2 separate regions of the Ovis aries genome follow, and region 1 is linked to region 2. Evidence: chromatin contacts called from public Hi-C data. All regions are on one chromosome and are shown on one strand. Each heading gives the region's core, a stretch centred on a gene start, on an enhancer-like site or on the middle of the called end of the contact. The rest is flanking DNA. Distances are from core to core; before and after follow the strand shown.

Region 1 (5,650 bases), core at 1,878-4,377, 93 kb after region 2:
TTAGGAAGTATAACAAAAGGTTTCCCCCCCCCCCACCCCCACCAAGGCAGTGTCATGTGTGTTTACAAGAAAATAAAGTGTATACATTGCTATTCTAGTTGCTTTATTCTGACAGTTTTTTAAGTCAGTTGGAGTAAATTTGATTAAAAAAGTGAACTTCATTCAGCCATAAATTTTGATAATGAGTTAACCAACTGACATTCATTGAGAGCTCATGTGTGCAAATCACCATTACAGTATACTACACTTCACAGTATCACAAGATTCAAGAAATTTGTAAATCAAATGTATATTCAACTTCTGGTGGGAAATATGTAAAAACGGAAAATGGCCATCTCACACATTGAAAACATCTAAAGCTGCAAAGTCCAACGAAAGGAGTTATTCAATTAAATATTAATAATCATAAAGAAAAACTATAGTGAATGAAAGAGCTGATGAATGATATGTTTAGCTTGTTTTCTTCCCCCACCGCTTGAAGCGGGGGAAGTTTCAACAAAGCTCAGTCAGCCCCACTGTGCAACTGGGTAGAGGAAGTTTCCAAAAGGAAAATACAGTTGTTGTGACCAGAAAATTCCAGTGATGTGAAAGTAAATGGAATTGTATATTCACAAAAGTCAGTGGTTTTAAAAGAGGGAAAACGCTTTAGAAAGGATTTGGGTTAATCCTTGAATCCTGCATATAACTAAGTCAGGAAAAGTAAGTCAGCTGTCCAAAGATACACAGCTTTTTATGTAAATACCAGGATTGGAAGCTAGAGTATTTTATCCAAGATTCAGGAAAAAATTCCTACCCTTCCATTAAGGGCCACTCTGGTCTGCCACTCTGACAGTCTGAACTCTACGGCAGAGTTCTTCCCTCAGCACTGTGTGGTCAAACCCTCGTGGTTGTGGGCTTCTTTCCTGGGGAATGAGCTCGTCCTGGGTGAATACAGAGCATTCTTCTGATGACAGATAATTACACTCTCTCCCTTCCTGCTTCTCCTATAATTTGGCCTGTCCATCCAAATTATATACACCTGTTTCTTCTTTTTATTCCTTCTCTTAGTGGGTTTGGGGAATTGAATAGTTTTAAGTTTTGCAGTAAGTTCATAAAATGATAGACAGAGATGCCTCTAAACTTCATACAGAGGGATAGCATGGCTGACCTGCCATCCATGGGATTTGCCCTTGAACTTTTATCTTCATCATATAAGTAAGACATTTGGCAATATCAGAAAGTTTTCACCTGACACCTGTTTGTGATCAAGGATGGTGTGTGGTCAGGGTTATAGCAAATCTAGCTTGACTGAGTAACAGTCAAATCAATCACCTTGGATTCAGAATCACTAGATCTGATTAGCTAAGAGAACCATCCTACCTTCGCCTTCGTGTCAGTCAGGGCTCTTGGGTAGAAAACAATAGGAACTGACTGACCACACTCAGCCACAAAGGAATGCAGTGGAAAAATAAAAGGAAAAGCTGAAGAATCGGGTCTTTGAAGATTCTGGCCTAAAACAGCTTAAGGGGAATCTGGGTAGCAAGAACTCACAGGAACTTTCTTTACTAGCAGGAAGAGTGGGCTCCAACATTTCTGACCTTTGTGTACTTCTGCTCAAGAGGTGAATTCTACAGTGATGGTTTGATGAGCCAAGCTTGAATCTCATGTCCATTGCTTGACCTGGTGAACTTGAAGTTCTGCACTGGTATCATCAATGCAACTGGGTACGCGAAGTTTCTAAAAGGAAAACACAGTTGTTCTAACCAGAAAAAAAGTGAAGTGGATGTTGGGAAGTCAAATCAGCAGAGGTTCACGACACAACCAAAATGTGGTGGTTAAACATCAAGAGGTAGAGACCAAGAGTGATAGGTGAATATTGAAGTATACCTTGACAATGGCCCAAATAATGATGAAACCAGCAAAAAGGTTAATAAAACCTGGTTCCAAGTCTAGTTTAAATCAAGCCGTTAATTTTGATTTTTCCTTTGAAATGCTTCCAGCAATGCCCAAACCCTGAGTGGCATATGAGCCACTGGTCCACTAAACATCTCTTTCCAGTCAGTGTTACCTACCTCCTCCTCACATCCTCCTACTAATTCTCCCCTGGCCACCCTCATTCCTTTGTCTTCACCCAAATCTGAAGCCCAAGACTGTTTCTTCAGCAACCACTTTGTTTAGTTTGGAAGATCAATTAAACACCACAGGATTCTTCACTGACTTTTCAACATTTAACAAATGGTTAAGCTTTTTTTTTTTTTTTTTTTGATTCAAACCTCCTTATTAGACATACAAAGAGAAAGAAGCAGATGAAATGCTTATTTGAAATTGCCTTCTGAGTGCTCTCTGAGGCAGAATTTGCTCTAGTCCCCTTTGCTGAAACTTCCTGAGAAACACTGTGGAAATGAAAGATGGTTCTTCACTTCCAAAGTACAAATCAGGCCGGCATTTTGAAAGAGACAGGTTTATTCATCACTTCAGTGTTAGCTGGCTTTGCTCCCTGTAAAATTTTACTTTTGGTTATTAAAATATTCACTGTAGGAAATAAATTTGTAATCCATTTCTCATATTACCTACACACAGAAAAACAAAATTTGATATCTTGGGGTTTATTTGCTGAAGGCGCTTCCCATAAAAGCAAGGGGTGTGCATTGGGAAATGTGTCTGGTTAACTCCTTATGGATAAATTAGTCACAACCTTTCCTCCGCCCACCCCATCCCCCCTTTCCCGACTCTCGCCCCCAGCACCCTCTCCACCTCCCAACTTCCCGCCTCTCCAGGGCTGGTGACCTAATAGCATTTTTCTTCATGCATATTTTGGCGTCGCCCCACGGCCTGGCTGCCTTTGCCTGTCTGAGTCTTTTGAAATTCCTGCATGTTCGCCCCAGATTAAGCCGAGTGTGTCTCAGGATGTGTGTTCCGTTTTGTTCTTTCCCCTTAACGCTCCCTGTGCAACGTGTCTGGGGGGAGGAGGACAAGCTGGGTAGGGGAGGGGAAGGGAGGGAGGGGCAGCGGCGAGGAGCTGTCCGCCTTGCACGTTTCCAATCACATTACGTGAACAAATAGCAGAGGGGCGGCCGGGCCAGAACGGCTTGTGTAACTTTGCAAATGTGCCAGAAAGTTTAAAAATCTCTCCTCCTTCCTTCACTCCAGACACTGCCCGTTCGCCGGGGCCGCCACGCCGCTCCCCGTCGCCTTCCTGAAGGACTGAGAAAGAGAAGAGAGGAGAGTGCCACGTCTCACCAGCCGCCTTTACGGCAGAGGGTCTGCAGCCCACCCTAGGCATTGCTTGGTAGGGACTGAGATACCCGGGCGCCCAGCCCGCCTCCTCGGTTGAAGAGTTCTCCCTCCCTCACGTGACTTGAGCCCCGTTTTTTTTTTTTTTTTCCCCCCCTCCGAGCTACGTCTTCCCGGAGTGGGGACAGTCCAGGAAAGGGAGCAATGCGCTTCGCCTGGACCGCACTCCTCGGGTCGCTGCAGCTCTGCGCACTCGTGCGCTGCGCCCCGCCGGCCGCCAGCCACCGGCAGCCCCCTCGCGAACAGGCGGCGGCTCCCGGCGCCTGGCGCCAGAAGATCCAATGGGAGAACAACGGGCAGGTGTTCAGCCTGCTGAGCCTGGGCTCGCAGTACCAGCCGCAACGGCGACGGGACCCTGGCGCCACCGCCCCGGGGGCCGCCAACGCCACCGCCCCGCAGATGCGCACACCAATCCTGCTGCTCCGCAACAACCGCACCGCGGCGGCGCGAGTGCGGACGGCCGGCCCCTCTGCAGCCGCAGCCGGCCGCCCCAGGCCCGTCGCCCGCCACTGGTTCCAAGCTGGCTACTCGACGTCTGGGGCCCACGAGGCTGGGACCTCGCGCGCTGATAACCAGACGGCACCGGGAGAGGTCCCGACGCTCAGTAACCTGCGACCGCCTAACCGCGTGGACGTGGACGGCATGGTGGGCGACGACCCGTACAACCCCTATAAGTACACCGACGACAACCCCTATTACAACTATTACGACACGTACGAAAGGCCCAGGCCTGGGAGCAGGTACCGGCCCGGATACGGCACCGGCTACTTCCAGTATGGTAAGCACCCCCAGCCTCCGCTAACCCCCGCGCACCGTCACCCCAGCTCCGCGTCTCCCCGACGTGGCTGCCTGGGCGCGGCAGGCCTTGGTCCGTGCAGATCCCATCCCTCCCCCTGCGCCAGCCGAGGCAGCCCTGGAATTTGGTGCAAACCGCGCGCCCTGGCCCCTCCTGCTTCGTTTCCACTTTACTTTGCAGCCCCGGGCGTCCCCATTCTTCTGCTACCCGCAGCCCAACACCGCAGCCCAGTTGACTTAAGGGTGAGGAGTAAGGCACTTGGAGGGACCGGAGCCAGGGTGGGGGCCGCTAAATTGTCTCACTGCTTTGCCCATCCCCTGCTGACGTTTAGGTCTTCCGGACCTGGTGCCCGATCCCTACTACATCCAGGCTTCCACATACGTGCAAAAGATGGCCATGTACAACCTGAGATGCGCTGCGGAGGAAAACTGCTTGGCCAGGTACCAACTGGGATCTCCTCGGCCTAGCTCCCCCGTCTTGGTTCCAGGGGGCTCCTCAGGTGCTTGATCCTGACCACTCTTGTTCTGTGCAGACAAGGGTTAGGAAGTGGAACGTGATCTTTCGGGCATGCTGACCTGGGTGGAAAATTAAAATATGGAAGATTTCTGTCGGTTCTGACTTTCAAACCGTGGCATAAATCAGGGAGATTAAGCAAACCCTTAGCCTGGAGAGTGGAGGTCTCTGATTCTTTTTCCAAGATCCTTAAACTTTGGAGCCAACTGTTTCCAATGACGTTCTATTAAACTACTATACCGTGGAAAAAATACTGTAATGGAAGAGCTTGTTAAAACCCCCTCAAAACATCGGGGGCCACTTGGCCAGTGTGTCACCCATCAGTTGGATGTCGTTGTTTTCTTCTTTTGTTTGAAGTCACAATTAACTTAGTTGTTTTGGCATTACTTTAGCCAGAATAAGATCAGGAGCAAGAGCTTTGCTTTTGCATTAGTACTAAAATAAAATCTTAGCAGTTTGGGGAATGAAATTCCCTGAGTTTGCTGCTGGGAAACCAGCAGAGGGAGTAAAAGATGTTTTGATAAGACACACAATTTCTTTAAATGTAAAATAAGGTTATCAATAGAATTTGAATATATATTCACACAAAATATTTTACAAGACAGAAATGTTTATTTATTGTGTCAATTTCTTTCACTTCCTTTATAACTGTCAGGCTAAAAGAAGAGAAGAAATCCAAGCTCATCATTTCCATTCCACTAGAGTCTTGCATCACACACCATTGCATTCCCTATGGTAGTCTTACAGTAGTGCCATTGTTTTAAAGTTACTAAATTATTTATCTTATCTGGGTATACTCTTTCAGGGTTATTTCCCCAATTTACATCTTCTTTAACTGGGTGAGGAAAAAATGTATGTAAAATGCTCTAGTCTTTTGGAACTGATAACCTCGTTGGGAGAAAAGGGCAGTGAAATCTTGGAAGGTTTTGCTTGTAGTTATATTAGTTTAGTTTGTATTCTGTGAAAATCATAATGTTTCTCTTTATAAAATCACAGCTCAGCATACAGGGCAGATGTCAGAGATTATGATCACAGGGTGCTGCTAAGATTTCCCCAGAGAGTGAAAAA
Region 2 (5,778 bases), core at 631-3,130:
CTGATGGGATTGTAGCTCAGCCCTCTAGGATGCTAAGGACAGCTTAAAACTACATTCAGAGACACAAACCTTTGTTAAAAAAAGAAAAAGACAGATTTCCCTGAAGAAAAAGAATGCCTATTTTATAACATAGTATCAGATTTTTAGAAACAGTGTTTCACATGTTATCATCAAAATACTAAGAAAATAACCCCAAGCGTTATGTAACTAATAAAAGGTAGTTAAACAAAGCCTTCATTCTGGTTTGTAGTTATATTTAATTAACTGTCAATCTGTGCTTCAGTTAGCCAGAAAGGCCTTAAGTCAAAGACTGAAACACTATCAGCTTATGGAAAAGGGCAAACTTTTCCCCAAATATTAAAGACAAATATTAAAATGTGTTCACTCATATTAAAATAGGGGTCAATATTCTCCATTCTCGCACTTCCAGCACCACTTAGGACACTGCTTGCTAAAATAGAAATCAAAGGATCACATTAAGCTCCAAATTAAACTTTAAACTGATAATCTCTAGTTTCCCACATTATGCATCTAATTTCATCTGCAAGTAACATGACTTTTAAAATCTTGCTAAACTGGATATTGCTTGCTCAGGCTTTCCTTCTTCTAGAGGGAAAAGGGGGAGTGCGATGCTGCTCTGATACCACATAACAGCAGAGCAAACCCTTTTAAATGAAAGTCCGCTTTGTGGATGTCATTCCTCTTTCATACTGCACGGTGTCTCTCACAATGTCACTGTGAAATCAGAGAGAGTGAATTCAGTCTTAGATTTTGGATGACAAGCAATGGGACAAGTTCAAACCCATTCCGTGGTGAGAGGCAAAGCAGAGCTGGCGCAGAATGCACATTGATGACTTGGGTTGGGGGGTTTGTCTTAGGGATCTCAGCGTTTTCTTTGTTTAGATTTGACTGAAGGGTAACAGGAGCATTTGTCATCAGAGAACCGAGCCAGTCTACGCAGGAGGAACACTCTGAGCGGAGGGTAACTCACTCTGCCAGCGAAACAGTCATTGTTGCCCAACTGCAGGGAACTATTTCCAAGTTCTGTGGTCATAATTCTGAAAATGTTTTTCTTACCTGAGTTCACTATGAGATTGAGCCCCCCGAAAACACTGGGCAAGATCGCTGATTCTAACATGAATTCAGATCAAGGATTCTAGGGGGAAATTGTTCTAACTGGCATAAGGAAAAAGGAAGCAAACATCTGAACTGAAAAAACCACGCGTGTGTCTCACAGTCAGCCAAAAGTCGGCCGCCACAGGCAGATGAAATTCTGAAATCCAATAATGCACAGGGCGTTTTCTTTATGGAAATGAACGATTCACTGCACTATCTAAATCTTACATAATACAAAGAAAAGAAAAACAGCAATAACAGAGTCCAATAACAACCACAACAGAAAACTACATTCCCCAGGAGAGGCTTTCTGCTGAAAGTGCAACGCAGTGGCAAATGTCTTTTCAAGGGAAGGAATAAAGTCTGTTGGTTCAAGAGGTCTTATTCCTCTTGGAAGCCTAGGAGTTTTCTCCATTTTAATGAACCCTAGCTTGCTCCAGATCTGGCAGCTGAAGGGACCCTAGGTTGGATGACCTTACTATGCCCTCCACTAAAGCCTGTGTGGTCCCCAAACAGGCCAAGGCACATCTGACGGTGGTGGGTGCCAGTTTCTCACTGACATGTGCCTTGCAGGTTAGGAGCAGAGTTGGCTGTGCTCTGACATAGCTGTCGTGTCCTCCTGATGCCCTTGTTTTGACGGACTCCCTCTGATCTAAACGTGAAAGTCACTGACAGCCATCACTGGCCTCCTGTCCTGACAGTCTCCTCTCCAGATGACTCAGTGAGTCAGGAGGTGTCCTCCTGTGGAGCTGGGGGCCCAGGCCAGCCTCTTTTAGCAGTTGTGACTGAGTGAGAACATGCTATGCTCAGCCTGCTGGCTCCACTCTGGGGAGCACAGAGTCTGTGTTACAACAACAAGCATGAGCATTCTGACCACGCTCATCCCTGTCTCAAGTTCTGTAATGAGGACATTTAAAGAAAATGCATACAATCAGGAAACAGTGCTGAATGTCAGAACACTAACCGGAGCTCTTGATTTGTGGCTCTAAGACATGGATTCTTTTGCTTGCTGAATCCAGACCCCACACGTTTTGGAAGAAAAGCAACAGCCAAAAGATGAGAAAAACAGTTCGTGTTTATGAGACCAGCCTGAAGCCCATGCCACACTTACGAGTTTGGGTTTTCATTCGGCAAAGAAACTATCTGTTCTTTCTTCAAGTTCATCGGAAAATATGCCCATTAGTCTGACTCTTCGGCTTTAGGATCATTGTTTTGGAATCTTCCAAGCCAGCAAGTGAAAGATCATTTCATTTTAAACATGGAAGTTTGGAAAAAGTACCTGACATTTGCCCAAGTAATACAATAAAAAAATAAAAAAGTAATGAAGAACAACTGGATTAAAAATAAAGGATGTCTTCCCACCCCCCAATCAGTCTGGTTTAACTGTTTACAATAGCTTGGGTTACCTTAGTTTCCTGAAAATAGTTCACTTAAAGAACCCCTACAGGTGGGGCCTTTCAAGCAGCAAGTCATAGAGAAAAGACCTTGACAGCCTCCTATTTCTCATGATTTGATGTTCTGTAAAGTGTGACACGTGGCAAGACAGCCACTTCCCTTGCTTCATGGCAGAATGGAGCACATGGACCTCCCCTTATCTTGCAGGTAGCCATCCTCAAAAGCAAACTTCCCCAATCCTGGTTGATGATGAAATTTCAGGTCAAGACCCAGTGACACTTCACTATATAGGCTGGGGACCCCTAGGGTCATGCTTATTTACAACTGCCCAAATCAGGGGTCACAGCCTGGTGTCTGACCCAAACATGGGGTCCAGAGCAGCAGCAGGAACTGAGTATTTCCCAGATCCATGAACACACCTAGTTGACTCTCGGTTTGAGTAGGAGTTACTTCCCCATAGACTATAGCCATGTAAGCATTAAAAGAAAGCATGCTGCACTGTAGAGCATGTTCAGTTCTGCAAGTGCTCCGGTGTTTAATTACTGCTAAAGTCATCTGGGGTTTTTGACACAGATTCTATTTTAGAACGATAAACTCACCATCACCCAGTGTTGCCAAAAGTGAATTCCTAAGGTAGACTACTAAAATAAACCAGTAATAAATATTGGCAGTTGGAATGGGAATGATATCTCTGTAATGTAGACACAGCATTACTGACTCATTTTCAAATGCCAGTCTCTCCCAAGGATTATTGGTATGAGGGATTCAGAGAAGAAAGAAGTCCATCTCTCTTTTAGGCAGCAGAATGAAAGAGGACCAGGGACCCACTGGGCAAGGATGTTTTTATATCTGCTGTGCCAATGGAGGTATAGCCCCGGAGTCCAATAGGGGGTCAACTTAGGTTTCACTGAGGCAGAAATGGGCACTGAAGGAAAACCACCCTAGGGGATGAGGGAGCTGATTCCAGGGGCATTTTTCTCTCATTCCCCTGGAGGTAGAATGTACCCCCAGGCCTACCCGATGCATATCATGTGGCACAAATTACCTTATCAGTCACAGGGGGTGCTGCCGGGTTCCTCTGAGACTTGGAATTAGTGGACTCTTTCAGGCCACCTCTACTCCCTAATGTCAGATCCTGAGCTTTTGGCCCACTAGGTTGACCTTTACAACTTCTCTTGTGTACTGGAAGGCGGTCAGGGGCAAAGGTCTGACTACAGTTTGGGCAGGACACGAGCTGGCCTTGACGTGGCCTTGTGTGGTTGGGCTGTCCAGTGAGAAGGGGCTGAGGCTTCTGTGGGAGTGGCTGGCGGAACTCCCTGGGGAGTCGGTCATTTTCTACTTTCCACTTTTCCAGGCATTTGGGCTCATGGATAGGAAGGGACAGGGTACCAAATTCCCTCCCACAGATGTAGCAGATGACAGTCCTTGGTCGGGTTGTGATGCCACTGGAAGCTTTGAGACCGGCAAGATCATCAGATCTGTCCAGGCTTGGTGCCCTGGGCCCCTCAACCTTCTGCTTGCAGCTTCTCTGATGAACAAGAAGCCGGTCTGGCAAGAATGTGCGGCTGCAGAACTCACATGGCAGCAGCTGAGCCTGGGAACTCTGGAAGGCTGCCTCATTCACTGCCTGAAGACTGTAGGACCCACTTCCGTTGAGAGGAGGTGGTTTGGAAGGTTCTGGCCTCCTCAGGTGCTTGGGCAACTTGCTGTTTTCAACACGCCACTTCTCCAGGCACTGGGGTTCATGAATGCCAAGGGATTGGGACCCAAATTCTCGGCCACATATATAGCACACCCGGAACCTGGGTCTGCGGGATGGGATCACGGGGGGCCTGGGCTGGCTTTCAGACATAATCCTCCTACTGGACTGCTTTGAGAGAATTACAGTTCCAGGTCTGTTTTTCCGAGGGTTTGTCTTTATTTTTTCACCCTGACTGTCACGTTCTATTTCTGGCAAGAAGCTAGAATGGGACTCACCAAATAGAACAGCTTGGTTTATAAGAAAGGTGGGCTCTTTGGAATGGTGGAAAGACTGTTGCAATGTGGAAACCCTTTTCTCCTCTTCTTTTTCCATTAACAAAGAAGGCTTTCTCTAAGGCTTGCTCTGATTTCAGGCCAGACGCATTTTGGGCTTCTGCTTAGAGTGAAGGTTAGTCAGGTTGGCTGTCTTGGGGTTCCACATCGTAGCCAGTACCTTAGACCCAAAGACTGTGACTCAGAGCTTCATTGCAGGGCAGCAGTCTGGAATGCTGGAAAGTCCCCATAAAACCTCAGATGGCTCCAAGATCTGCAGGGGAAATATAAATCAAGAAGTTATTGCATACACACACATTCATACACACACATTCACGTGAACACACACACACATATTTTAAGTTGATAAAGAACGGTGATTTTTTTGACTGAGCATCCTCTTCAGCTATCATAATAACTGCACATAGGATTTGTTCAGTAAATGTTCGAATAAATATGAAAAACATTTCTGTTATGAACTGCACTGTTACCGCATCAAACAAAGGCAGTGTTCATTCGATACTGCAAAGGAAGATGGACAATTACTGCACATCTCAACACATATGGTATGAACCAAGAAGCATGGTGGTGAGGTCATGCAGCAGAGAACCGAGGCTTCTGAAAACTAGATTAATGAAACTGCGGATCAAGTACAAAAGACCTTCCATTACCTTAGGGATTCTTTTTAGTGCCATGGATCCCTTTGTCAGTTCTTTGAAGCCTATGGACCTCTTCCCAGAATAATAATTTTTAAAGAAAAATATAAAATTCTTACTAGTACAAGTGAAACTAATTTTATTGAAATAATTTATCAAATATTTTTAGTTGTGATTTCTCTTTTACTTGAACTATAGTCACAGGCCAGACTTTTTGAGTGTCCATGAGCCTAAGGTTAAGAACCAGCAGAAGTAATTAAAGCTTGAACAGGTAGATTATCAGGAAGCCTTCAGAGTGAGTTAAGCTTCTTATAACCTACCAGGTATCCACGCTTCTTTATTATGGGACTGGAGTATTAATAAATTATGGCTGTAATTGTTAAGCCAAGAATGCAACCTTGGGCTCTATTCTTCCTGGTGGTCTATCTGTACAGCTTCCCTGGGATGAAGATGCTCAGACTTCAGTTGATGTTTCTTTAACAGATGTTGTATTTATGTTCTTGTTTTATACAGATATATCTTCTTATAGACATCAGTCTACCTGTCACACTATCTTTTTTTAAAATAAAAACATGGCCAACAATTTTCCTAAACTAGA

What was found. A called contact is a pair of places that touch in the nucleus more often than the background predicts.
Region 1: a contact with region 2 is called in a Hi-C map of tail adipose tissue, with 2.8 times the contacts expected there. The contact joins the promoter of LOX here to the enhancer-like site in region 2.

Annotation. Positions count from the first base shown.
Region 1 is chr5:29,466,433-29,472,082 of ARS-UI_Ramb_v3.0, forward strand. LOX (lysyl oxidase) reads left to right here and starts at 3,128. Exons shown (of 7, transcript XM_027969995.2): 1 at 3,128-4,051; 2 at 4,401-4,509; 3 at 5,579-5,650. The coding sequence starts at 3,418.
Region 2 is chr5:29,374,526-29,380,303 of ARS-UI_Ramb_v3.0, forward strand. LOC101111962 (zinc finger protein 474) reads right to left here. Exons shown (of 4, transcript XM_004008680.6): 2 at 3,557-4,798. The coding sequence starts at 4,585. Among named protein-coding and RNA genes, the nearest start is that of LOX, 92 kb to the right of the region's middle. Within about 2 kb of position 1,881, at least 5 of the 54 cell types and tissues checked have an H3K27ac peak or open chromatin away from gene starts, as enhancers often do. A contact at or near this core is called in tail adipose tissue, where this site is marked.